2 separate regions of the Callithrix jacchus genome follow, and region 1 is linked to region 2. Evidence: chromatin contacts called from public Hi-C data. All regions are on one chromosome and are shown on one strand. Each heading gives the region's core, a stretch centred on a gene start, on an enhancer-like site or on the middle of the called end of the contact. The rest is flanking DNA. Distances are from core to core; before and after follow the strand shown. Region 1 holds the start of FKBP3 (FKBP prolyl isomerase 3). Region 2 holds the start of TOGARAM1 (TOG array regulator of axonemal microtubules 1).

What was found. A called contact is a pair of places that touch in the nucleus more often than the background predicts.
Region 1: a contact with region 2 is called in a Hi-C map of skeletal muscle, with 3 times the contacts expected there. The contact joins the promoter of FKBP3 here to the promoter of TOGARAM1 in region 2. A contact is called at or near these places in 2 of 3 Hi-C or Micro-C datasets (both in skeletal muscle).

What each region holds. Positions count from the first base shown.
Region 1 is chr8:79,697,155-79,702,741 of calJac240_pri, forward strand. It overlaps FKBP3 (FKBP prolyl isomerase 3), which reads right to left and starts at 2,238. Exons shown (of 7, transcript XM_002753855.7): 1 at 2,106-2,238. The coding sequence starts at 2,213. FANCM (FA complementation group M) reads left to right here and starts at 5,423. Exons shown (of 22, transcript XM_078334829.1): 1 at 5,423-5,587.
Region 2 is chr8:79,512,720-79,518,546 of calJac240_pri, forward strand. TOGARAM1 (TOG array regulator of axonemal microtubules 1) reads left to right here and starts at 1,660. Exons shown (of 20, transcript XM_035260411.3): 1 at 1,660-3,937. The coding sequence starts at 1,892. It overlaps KLHL28 (kelch like family member 28), which reads right to left and starts at 1,417. Exons shown (of 6, transcript XM_078334837.1): 1 at 1,316-1,417.

The DNA of each region.
Region 1 (5,587 bases), core at 988-3,487, 190 kb after region 2:
CCTCAAGTGATCTGCTCCCTTTGGCCTCCCAAAGTGCTAGGATTACAGAAACGAGCCACCACGCCTGGCCAAGGCTGTGGGTTTAAAAGATTACTATGTTATAAAAACATTTTGGGCCGGCGCGGTGGCTCAAGCCTGTAACCCCAGGATTTTGGGAGGCCTAGGCGGATGGATCACGAGGTCAAGAGATCGAGACCATCCTGGTCAACATGGTGAAACCCCGTCTCTACTAAAAATACAAAAAATTAGCTGGGCATGGTGGCGCGTGCCTGTAATCCCAGCTACTCAGGAGGCTGAGAGAGGAGAATTGCCTGAACCCTGGAGGCGGAGGTTGCGGTGAGCCGAGATTGCACCATTGCACTCCAGCCTGGGTAACAAGAGCGAAACTCCGTCTCAAAAAAAAAAAAAAATTTTTTTTTTGATAATCCAAGTCTGTTTAAATTGTCCCAAGTGGCCCAGTTTTACATTCGATTCCACATTGGCATGATTTGTTTCATAAGACTATGATGAAGTACAGGACAAAGGGATTAATAAATGTTAATGATATGTCTATTCTATTGTTTCAGATGAAATATTAATTAGCTTAAGAAAAAATAGCTTAAAATGGGGTAAGCTCCCCGATGCATGTTCTTTCTTTTTCGCTCTTGTACCTCCAAACATTGAGAATAGGTTTTGTTACAGATGTTGTATTAATATTTACTACATTAATCTAAGATGCAACTGCCAGGATAATGATTCAGGAAGAAGGAACTGGAAGTTGGAGAGTTCTTATATCGCCCTGTCAAGACACCCTTCCAAAATGAAATAAAATATAATCTCCTCACGGTGGCTCACGCCTGTAATCCCAGCACTTTGGGAAGCCAAGGCGGGTGAATCACGAGGTCAGGAGTTCGAGACCACCTTGGCCAATATGGTGAAACCCTGTCTCTACTAAAAATACAAAAAACTTAAGGCCAGGCGTGGTGGCTCAAGCCTGAATCCCAGCACTTCGGGAGGCCGAGGCCTGCGGATCACGAGGTCAAGAGATCGACCATTCTGGCCAACATGGTGAAACCCCGTCTCTATTAAAAAAAAAAAAAATACAAAAAAGTTAGCTGGGCGTGGTGGCGCGCACCTGTAGTCCCAGCTGCTTGGGAGGCTAAGGAAGGAGAATCGCTTGAACCCAGGAGGCTGAGGTTGCAGTGAGCCGAGATCACTCCACTGCACTCCAGCCTGGGTAACAGCTCGACTCCAGCTCAAAAATAAAACCCAGAAACAATTTTTCTAAATTAAAGTTTAGGAATTTTTAAAATTGTATAGAAAACACAAGCAGTCTGCCACTTGTCAGAGGAGAATGCGGCGTGCACAACTATCTCAGCAATTTAAGAGACACATGAATGATCTTAATTTCCAAAGGAAAAAAAAAAAACAAAAATAACTTCACTATAGACATATGGTTAAGATGGAGACTATGCTGACAATGGAGAGCATACAGTATAAAGAATTTCAAATAAATTTCTTAATCTGTTTATAACAATGGGAGACCACTGCACAAGAGAAATGTGCACGTACCTCCCTGAAAGTATAAAGGTGAGAAGGTCATTAAAGGGTCGGTATGTTAAACCAAAACGTAAACCACAACCTACGGATTTTTAAAAAATCACTCGCATTAATATTAAGTATTTAGTAAATTGTTGAGAAAAGTTAAGTTGGATAACCGTTCCCATAGAAATCTTCACATCCCTTTTTCCCTAGTAGCCGACGCCCCGCTCCCAGGAGTCTCATCCACACCACTATTCCTCGGCTTCCCCGCCCTAATCCCCAATATCTTCGGGTCCCTTTTTTTCTGGCCTCCACCCCTACTCAAGGATCCCAATGAGGTCCTAACTCCACAGTTGCCAACCCGTGTGCCCCAAGAAATAAAGCTGCTCCGCCGCCCCAGTAGGGCACGCCGAGGGGCGGGAGCTAGGCTCTGAGGCGCACACTGGGCCGCTGCGGCCTGCCCGGCCACCGGCCGCGGGAAGACGAGGGCGGAGGCACAGAGGAATACGGAATGTATGGGCATCTCCAGGGGGGTGAGGCGTCCCTCAGCCGCACCAGCCCGGCCGCCCCTCCGCCTCCGGTACCGAATCTGAGCCGTGGTCCTGCAGAAACTTGATAATGTCCTTCTTGGGCAGCTGCTCACTGCGCAGCTGCTCCACGGTCCACGCCCGCTGTGGAACAGCCGCCGCCATCTTCCCCCGCCGCCTCTGCTTTACTGAGCCAGCCCGCCGCAGTTCGGCATCGCCCCGCCCCCTGAGGCGTGGCGTGGCCCCTGACGGAAGTCGAGGGGCGGGTCACTGCTCTAGCAGTCGGGACTGGGACCTGTCTTTGAGTGACGTCAAGGTTGTGCTATGTGGGCTTCTTTGTTGGGTCCGGGTTAAAAAACCTACCGCAGTGGTCTCAGCAGTTCACCGAATTGAAGACCGCTAGTGGTCCTTAATTCTGAATTATATCCGCTGTGAAGCGGCCGATGATGGTAGCGACATTTATCAGCCATTACTCACTGTTATTGCTTATGGCAACTATGGCTTTAAAGCTCAGTCTATTACCTGTTAAAAGAAAGCCCCTGAATGGGCTCCTCATCTCGTTTTATCTAGTTCTATTCTAAAAATTCACACCTAAACTGGCTCAGTCCTTGTCGATCAGGAAACACACCATCTCTCCTCCCCTTTTGTTTTTTTGAGACGGAGTTTCGCACCGTTGCCAGGGCTTGAGTGCAATGGCGTGATCTCGGCTCACTGCAACCTCCACCTCCCGGTTCAAGCGATTCTCCTGCCTCAGCCTCCTAAGTTGCTGCGACCACAGGCACACGCCACCACACCTGGTTAATTTTTGTATTTTTAGTAGAGACGGGGTTTCACTATGTTGGCTAGCTGGTCTCTAACTCCTGACCTCGTGATCCGCCCGCCTCAGCATCCCAAAGTGCTGGGATTACAGGCGTGAGACACCGTGCCCGGCCTTTTAAAGATCACACAACTGCCTGGCGCGGTGGCTCACGCCTGTAATCCTAGCACTTTAGGAGGCCGTGGCGAGTGGATCATGAGGTCAAGAAATTGAGACCATCCTGGTCAACATGGTGAAACCCGTCTTTACTAAAAATACAAAAAATTAGCTGGCATGGTGGCGTGTGCCTGTAATCCCAGCTACTCAGGAGGCTGAGGCGAGAGAATTGCTTGAACCGAGGAGGCGGAGGCTGCGGTGAGCCGAGATCGCGCCATTGCACTCCAGCCTGGGTAACAAGAGCGAAACTCCGTCTCAAAAAAAAAAAAAAAGATCACACAACTGAAACTTAAATACAAACTGCTCATCCCCTTCCCCACATACAGACACGAGAAAGTTTGTATAAAACGAAGTTCAGAAACTTGAACAAAACAATTTCTAAAGAAGCTGCACTCAGGATGTCACTTGCTAATGAAAATGACATTATTAATGCTCGTAACTCTGTGATGTATATATATTTTTTCAGTACGCAAGGAAACATTTACAGCTGTTACTCAAAGTTGTCAGGTTTAGAGAGAAGAAGTTAGGAATTGACTGAGATCGAAATCTTCGTTAGAGTGGAGTAATTGCACACCGACGTTTATTATAATGCTCTTATGTGTAATAAAGATTTAATAGTTGAACATCAGGACTCCTTACATAAGAAAAAAAATTCTGGCCGGGCCTGTAATCCCAGCACTTTGAGAGGCCTAGGAGGGAGGATCACCAGGTCAGGAATTCGAGACCAGCCTGGCCAACATGGTGAAACCCAGTCTCTACTAATAGAAAAATTAGCTGGGCGTGATGGGGCGCACCTGTAATCCCAGCTGCTCAGGAGGCTAAGGCAGGAGAATCGCTCGAACCTGGAAGGCGGAGGTTGCAGTGAGCCGAGATGTGCTACTTACTGCACTCCAGCCTGGGCAACAGAGCAAGACTCCGTCTCAAAAAAAAAAAAAAAAAAATTAGGCTTACTCTGGGCATGCTGCTTATGAGTTACCCCTGCTCTGCAAGAAGCTTTTTTTTTTTTTTTAAATTCTGGGCCGGGCGAGGTGGCTCAAGCCTATAATCCCAGCACTTTGGGAGGTCGAGGCGGGTGGATCACAAGGTCAAGAAATCGAGACCATCCTGGTCAACAAGGTGAAACCCTGTCTCTATTAAAAATACAAAAATTAGCTGGGCATGGTGGTGCGCGCCTGTAATCCCAGCTACTAGGGAGGCTGAGGCAGGAGAATTGCTTGAACCCAGAAGGCGGAGGTTGTGGTGAGCCGAGATCGTGCCATTGCACTCCAGTCTGGGCAACAAGAGCGAAACTCCGTCTCAAAAAAAAAAAAAAAAAAAAAATTCTGACGAATAGCTGGACCAGATCAAGTTCACTTCCCTTTAAACAATGAAAATATAAAAATAGGCCGGCATGGTGGCTCACGCCTGTAATCTTAGCACTTTGGTAGGCCGATCACCTGAGCTCAGGAGGTCGAGACCAGCCTGACCAACACGGTGAAACCCGTCTCTACTAAAAACATAAAATTAGCCAGGCGTGGTGGCACATGCCTGTAATCCCAGCTACTTGGGAGGCAGTTGCGGTAAACTGAGATCGCGCCATTGCATTCCAGCCTGTGTAACAAGGGCGAAAGAAACGACGTCTCAAAAGACAAAACAAAAACAGAAAAAATAAAATAACGGGTTGCCACTCCTAGCATGGTGAAAAAGAGACTTGGCATTTTTTTCTCATCCCAGATAGAGATATAAGACAAATTATTCTATCTACACACTTCTGCTTTTTACCTTATATCCGATTTCAAAGTACAAGGATTGGGAGGCCGAGGCAGGTGGATCACAAGGTTAGGAGTTTGAGACCAGCCTGGCCAACATGGTGAAACCCCCTCTGTACCAAAAATACAAAAATTAGTCAGGCGCCGTGGCACGCTCCTGTAATCCCGGTTACTCGGGAGGCTGATGCAGGAGAATCGCTTGATCCCGGGAGGCGGAGGCTGCAGTGAGCCGAGATCGCGCCATTGCACTCCAGCCTGGGCGACAGAGTGAGACTGTCTGAAAAAAAAAAAAGTGCAAGGAATGAGACACGTTAGAGGCTCAATAACATTAAATTCACAAATTGATGAGTATTTCATGGTACCCTGGTATATAATATATAATAAATCTCTTTTATAACATTTTAAGTGATTTATCACCTTAGCGGTGACTCCCAGACACCTAACCATTGGAAACGGAACTTAAATTTAGAGCCTGTTAAAACAAAACAAAACACCGGAACTTCAAGGGAGCATATTTGAGTAACGCCTTATAATGCGCATGCGTCTCCGGAAGAAAGGAGAGAGTTTCCGGGAAGCCAGCCAATCATATTTCCAACGCAAACTCTGTGGCGGTATTTACAACTGGATAAACTGGCCTTAGTCCCTCCTCGTTCGGTTTTTGTGCGAAGGAAACTGATGGGGATCCGAACCGTAGCGGTTGAGCTGCTGCTGCCACGGGTATCTGAGTGAAGCCTTTGGGTGTTGTCGGCCTAATGAGCGGAGGACAAAGAACGCTTTTTCAGACTTGGGGCTCAAGCATCTCCCGATCATCTGGGGCT
Region 2 (5,827 bases), core at 410-2,909:
TTCTTATCTTTAATCTGTCCCTAAAATCAAACATGCTAGCCAATCCTAATTTAGGCAGATTCATTTAAACACGAAAATGGCCATCAAAACCAAAGTAACAACCTAGAATTTAAACCAAAACACAGAATGCATATTTACACAGCCTCATTTACATTAATAGTCTATTCCCCTCCAATCCCCGCAAAAAAATCTGTGATATTCAAATTGTGCTTTAAGGCAAAAATCCAGAAATTATTTTTGCACTTGCATCAGCTGGAAGCATTATTTATAAAGCTGTTTGGCATATGTGACTCAATCACTCCAAGGCTTTAAAAAGTATTTAAGAGAAATCCCACCTGGTACAGAGCAGAGTAGGAAAACTTGCATCTGAAGTGCATAAATTTGGGTCTTCAAATGATAACTTAGACTTTTCGCACGGGTCATTCAAAAGTAATTGTATTACTCCTTCAAAAAAAACATCTCTCTTCCACACTCCAAAGCATTCAGGCTCACACTAGACATTCCAGCTCTTTCGGTCTGTCCGTTTAAGTATCATTTACGAGAAGAAAAATGCACACCAAATTCTCAGTTCGCCTAAAATAAAGAAATGTCTACTATCATTCCTAAATCCACAGGGCAGAATTCCCTGAGAACCGTGATGCCAAGAACTTCCACCGCAACTGAAATTGTCTTCGCAATCTGTCTCTAGGAGACTGAAAGGCTGCAGAGACGCTTGAGGATCCTGCAGGGAAGCTAGGGCGGCAGACGGAGGGGGCGGAGGGAAGGGGAGAGTCCCAAAGAGGAACTGCATTAGAAGGAAAGACTTTGATAACGGCTAGGGGAGAGGCGGTTAGCTACAGGAAAACAAAAACAAAAACAAAAACAAAACAGACCTATTTCCAGATTGTGTGCGTTTTATAGAGAACGCAAAGTGATGGAGATAAGGAAACAAGGCCGCCGCCCCCCTCCCTACCCCCGAAAAATTAACCCTCCACGGCCGGAGGGTTAAGAGAAGTCAACAAAAGGAGAAGGGGTAGGAGGGCGGGGAGAATAAAGGCCCCAAAGACCAGGAATTGAAAAAAAGTACCCGATTTGTGAGCTTGGCCGTGGTCCGGATCTTCTGTCCTGACAAGCAGATGACAAGAGGAAAGGATCGCTGTTACTCAGGGCTGTAGAGAGTAACGCGTTTACAAGGGTAACGAGCCCTGCACAAGAAGATGTCGCCTCTCTTTCCACCTGCTCCGTTCATTCCTTTGCCTCTTACTCTAGCACCAGTGGCATTCAGGCAAAACACTGCCAAAGCCTGCACCGCTGGAGGACAGCAAAAGGAAAATACCTGAGTCCCAGTAATCACGCTGGCAGCGACAGGAGGAGGAGTCGCGGACAACTCGGACCTGGACTGGATCCTCACTAGCTCCGGTCAAACCCCAACTCTTACGGGTGGGGCGGGCAATTTCCGCCCAGAGCAAGGAGAGCGTCACATCCGTCTAAAGTCTTCACCCCTCCTCCCTTCTCCGCTCTAGCTACGTTTACAGCGTTGTGACTTCCTCTTCCAGGAGACCTTGGCCTAGTCTTAATATCTGACGTAAACTACGTAACCCAGCATTCATCACGGCAAGTGGACTTCCGGGTTAAGAGGTCCGCGCTGGGTACATCACCATGGAAGCGATCGGTTTGGTCACGTGGTGCCCCTGGTTACGCCCGGCGGCAGCTGTGGGGTCTAGGGCGCAGACGGGGGCCATTTTCCCAGAGGCTGCCTCCCGGAGTTGGGGGCGGCCTGGCGGCAGGTTGAAGCTGTCCTTTTTCCTCTTCTGCAGTTTGGGCCTTGGAGAGGATCTGGAAGTCTGGGCTCCATTGAGCCCATCCGAGACAGCAATGGTTTCTTCCAGCCACAGCCACCTGACGACCCTGCATGGCGGCTGCGCCCACCGCGCTGCTTCTGCTGCCGCCCTTTCCAGTCCTCTGTGCCTATCAGCTCCAGAGCCGCAGTCGTCCTTCCGCCTCAGAGACTGATGATAGTCGAGTTGGGGACATTATGAGAGGAGAGAAAAATTGCTACTGCCGTGGAGCTGCTGGGGACCACGGTTCCTGCCCCACTGCCACCTCGCCTCTGGCCTCGGCCCTCTTGTTGCCCTCGGAGGCAGTCTCTAGCAGCTGGTCTGGGTCTGGAGGCAGTTTGTCTGGGGGAGATGAAGAGGAGACTCGGCTCCTTCAACTCCTTCGCACCGCGCCGGATCCTTCTGAGGCCTTTCAGGCTTTGCAAGCTGCTTTGCCGAGGCGGGGCGGTCGACTTGGCTTCCCCCGACGCAAGGAAGCTTTGTATCGGGCACTGGGCCGAGTGCTTGTGGAAGGAGGTAGTGATGAGAAGCGACTCTGCTTGCAATTTCTCTCAGACGTTCTCCGGGGTCAGGGGGAGGCAGGCCAGCTGGAAGAGGCCTTTAGCTTAGCACTTTTGCCTCAACTAGTAGTCTCGTTACGGGAAGAGAATCCAGCCTTGCGGAAAGATGCGCTGCAGATTCTGCATATATGTCTGAAACGTAGTTCTGGAGAGGTGCTGAGAACGCTTATACAGCAAGGACTGGAAAGTACCGATGCCCGACTTAGAGCTTCCACAGCACTGCTGCTCCCCATCTTGCTTACTACTGAGGACTTGTTACTTGGTTTGGATCTCACCGAGGTGATAATATCCCTAGCCCGAAAGCTTGGTGATCAGGAGACAGAAGAAGAATCTGAGACAGCTTTCTCCGCACTTCAACAAATTGGGGAGCGACTTGGCCAAGACAGATTTCAGTCTTATATTTCTCGTCTGCCCTCTGCCCTGAGGAGACACTACAATCGGCGCCTGGAGTCCCAGTTTGGTGGTGAGGTTCCTTATTATTTGGAACTTGAAGCCTCTGGATTTCCTCAAGATCCCCTTCCCTGTCCAGTGACTCTTTCCAACAGCAATCTTAAATTTGGGATTATTCCTCAGGAGCTGCATTCACGGTTGTTGGATCAGGAAGACTATAAGAACCGGACTCAGGCCGTCGAAGAACTAAAGCAGGTGCTGGGAAAATTTAACCCTAGTTCTACTCCTCATTCTAGTCTTGTTGGCTTCATTAGTTTGCTATATAATTTGTTAGATGATTCTAACTTCAGAGTGGTCCATGGCACACTTCAAGTCTTACATTTACTGGTTACTCGCCTTGGAAAGCAGGTACAGCAGTTTTTGGGACCGGTTATAGCAGCTTCAGTCAAAGTGCTGGCAGACAACAAGTTGGTGATCAAACAAGAATACATGAAAATCTTTCTCAAGCTAATGAAGGAAGTAGGACCTCAGCAGGTGCTTTGTTTACTCCTGGAACATCTCAAACATAAGCATTCCAGAGTGAGAGAGGAGGTGGTGAACATATGCATCTGCTCCCTGCTGACCTATCCTAGTGAGGATTTTGACTTGCCCAAACTGTCCTTTGATCTTGCCCCAGCTCTTGTAGATAGCAAACGCAGGGTACGCCAAGCAGCTTTAGAAGCTTTTGCTGTATTGGCATCATCAATGGGCTCAGGTAAAACCAGCATCCTTTTTAAAGCTGTGGATACTGTTGAACTGCAAGATAATGGAGATGGAGTGATGAATGCTGTGCAGGCCAGACTGGCTAGGAAAACCTTACCAAGGCTAACAGAGCAGGGATTTGTGGAATATGCAGTACTCATGCCATCTTCTGCCCAGGGTAGGTCAAACCATTTGGCATATGGAGCAGATACGGACTGGCTTCTGGCTGGTAACAGAACTCAGAGTGCACACTGCCACTGTGGTGACCACATGAGGGATAGCATGCAAATTTATGGATCTTACAGTCCAACTATCTGTACCCGAAGGGTATTAAGTGCAGGAAAAGGAAAAAATAAATTACCATGGGAAAATGAGCAGTCCGGAATCATGGGAGAAAACCAGACCTCCACTTCCAAGGATATAGAGCAGGTATGCTTCTCTAATTTTCTTGAGTCGAAAATGTGAAGAATTTAAAATGAAAATATGCCTGTGATGACTTAAGGGTGAGCCTCCTTGAGGGAAACATGTTATGCTTTGTTTTAAATCAATCTGAATGTTAATGTGGGTACAATTCACAAAGGACCATTTCATAGGGTTCCTGCTTGATAAATTTGATTAAATTTGAGACTGGTGATATAGACAATGTCAAGATTCAGTTTTAGCTTGTTAGTGTGGCATTTCAGTTATCTCATTCATACAACAAACATTGAATACCTAGTAGGTGCCAGATAAAGAGCTAAATTCTGGGAATGAGGATGAGGCCAGTTTCACACACTATAGGGAAAAGCTCAGACCTAGGAATTAGCAATTAACAAATGTGTTAAGTGCTAAAGTCTAAATATAAACAGAATCCTGAAGGAATACTGAAGATAGATAAAAATAATTCCACTAGAAAAGTACAAAAAAAAGCCTCCACAGAAGATATGACATTTGAACTGAGATTTCCCCCCTGAAGCTTTTATTTTTAAAAAATCCAAATCTACAGATAAGTTAAGAGTACAATGAATACCCATGTACTTCATCTATATTTACCAGTTGTAACATCTTGATGTATTTTCTCCATATTTGCTGAACCATTTGAAAGTAAATTGTGGATATCTTGAGATTCACTCCTAAATATCTCGGCATGTATCTCCTAAGAATTACATTCTCCTTTATAACCATATATCATTGTTTCACCTCAGACTATCAGTAGTAATTCAGTAATACATGACAGACAACCTGTATTTAAATATCTCCAATTGTCTCCAAGAGCATTTTATATTTCTTGTTTTACTTTTATCATCCAGGATCCAGTCAAGGTTCATGTGGTTAATGTCCCTTTTAATTTTATCTAGAAAAATATCCTTCTTGTTGTTTGTTTCTTTGTTTTTTTTTCACGGCATTGGTTTTTTTAAAAAAGAGTTTGGGGTATTTTTATAGAATGTCCCAAGTTTTAAATTTATCTGATTGTTTCCTTGATTAGATTCAAAATACGTATTTTTAGGAAAATATTGCATAGAAGATATATATATACGTATACACACACACACACACACATATATGAAGTAGAAGATAAGTAGTGTGAACTTCACAGTACATTACATTATGAGGCAAATGATGTGAGATGAGGTTGCCCCATCACTAATGATGCTTAATTTTGCTGTTTGGAGGGGAGGTTGGGGAGGGATAACATGGGGAGAAATGCCAGATATAGGTGATGGGGGGAGGAGAAGGGGGGGTGGCGGAGGGGTTGGAGGCAGCAAACCACTTTGCCATGTATGTACAACATTCCTGCATGATCTCCACATGTACTCCAGAACCTAACGTACAATTTTTAAAAAAAGTAAAAAAAAAATTGCTGTTTGGATAAGGTAGTAATAGCTAGATCTCTCCCTTGTAAAGGTGTATTTTCCTCTTTAAAATTAGCATATAATCAGTAAAATGATACTTTGAGACCCTAAAAATACCCTAACAACTTTTCACCCACTGTGTTTAGCATCCACCAGTGGTCTTTACCTGTATCATTTATAACGCTAGGGGCTTACAAAGTAATTTTTAAATTACAAAGGCCGGGCATGGTGGCTCATGCCTGTAATCCCAGCACTTTGGGAGGCTAAGCAGGCGGATCATCTGAGGTCAGCAGTTCAAGACCGGCCTGAGTAACATGGTAAAACCCTGTCTCTACTAAAAATAGAAAAATTAGCCAGGTGTGGTGGCATGCACCTGTAATCTCAGCCACTTGGGAAGCTGAGGCAAGAGAATCTCTTGAACCAGGAAGCACTTACAGTGAACTGAGATTGCGCCATTGCACTCCAGCCTAGACAACAGAACGAGACT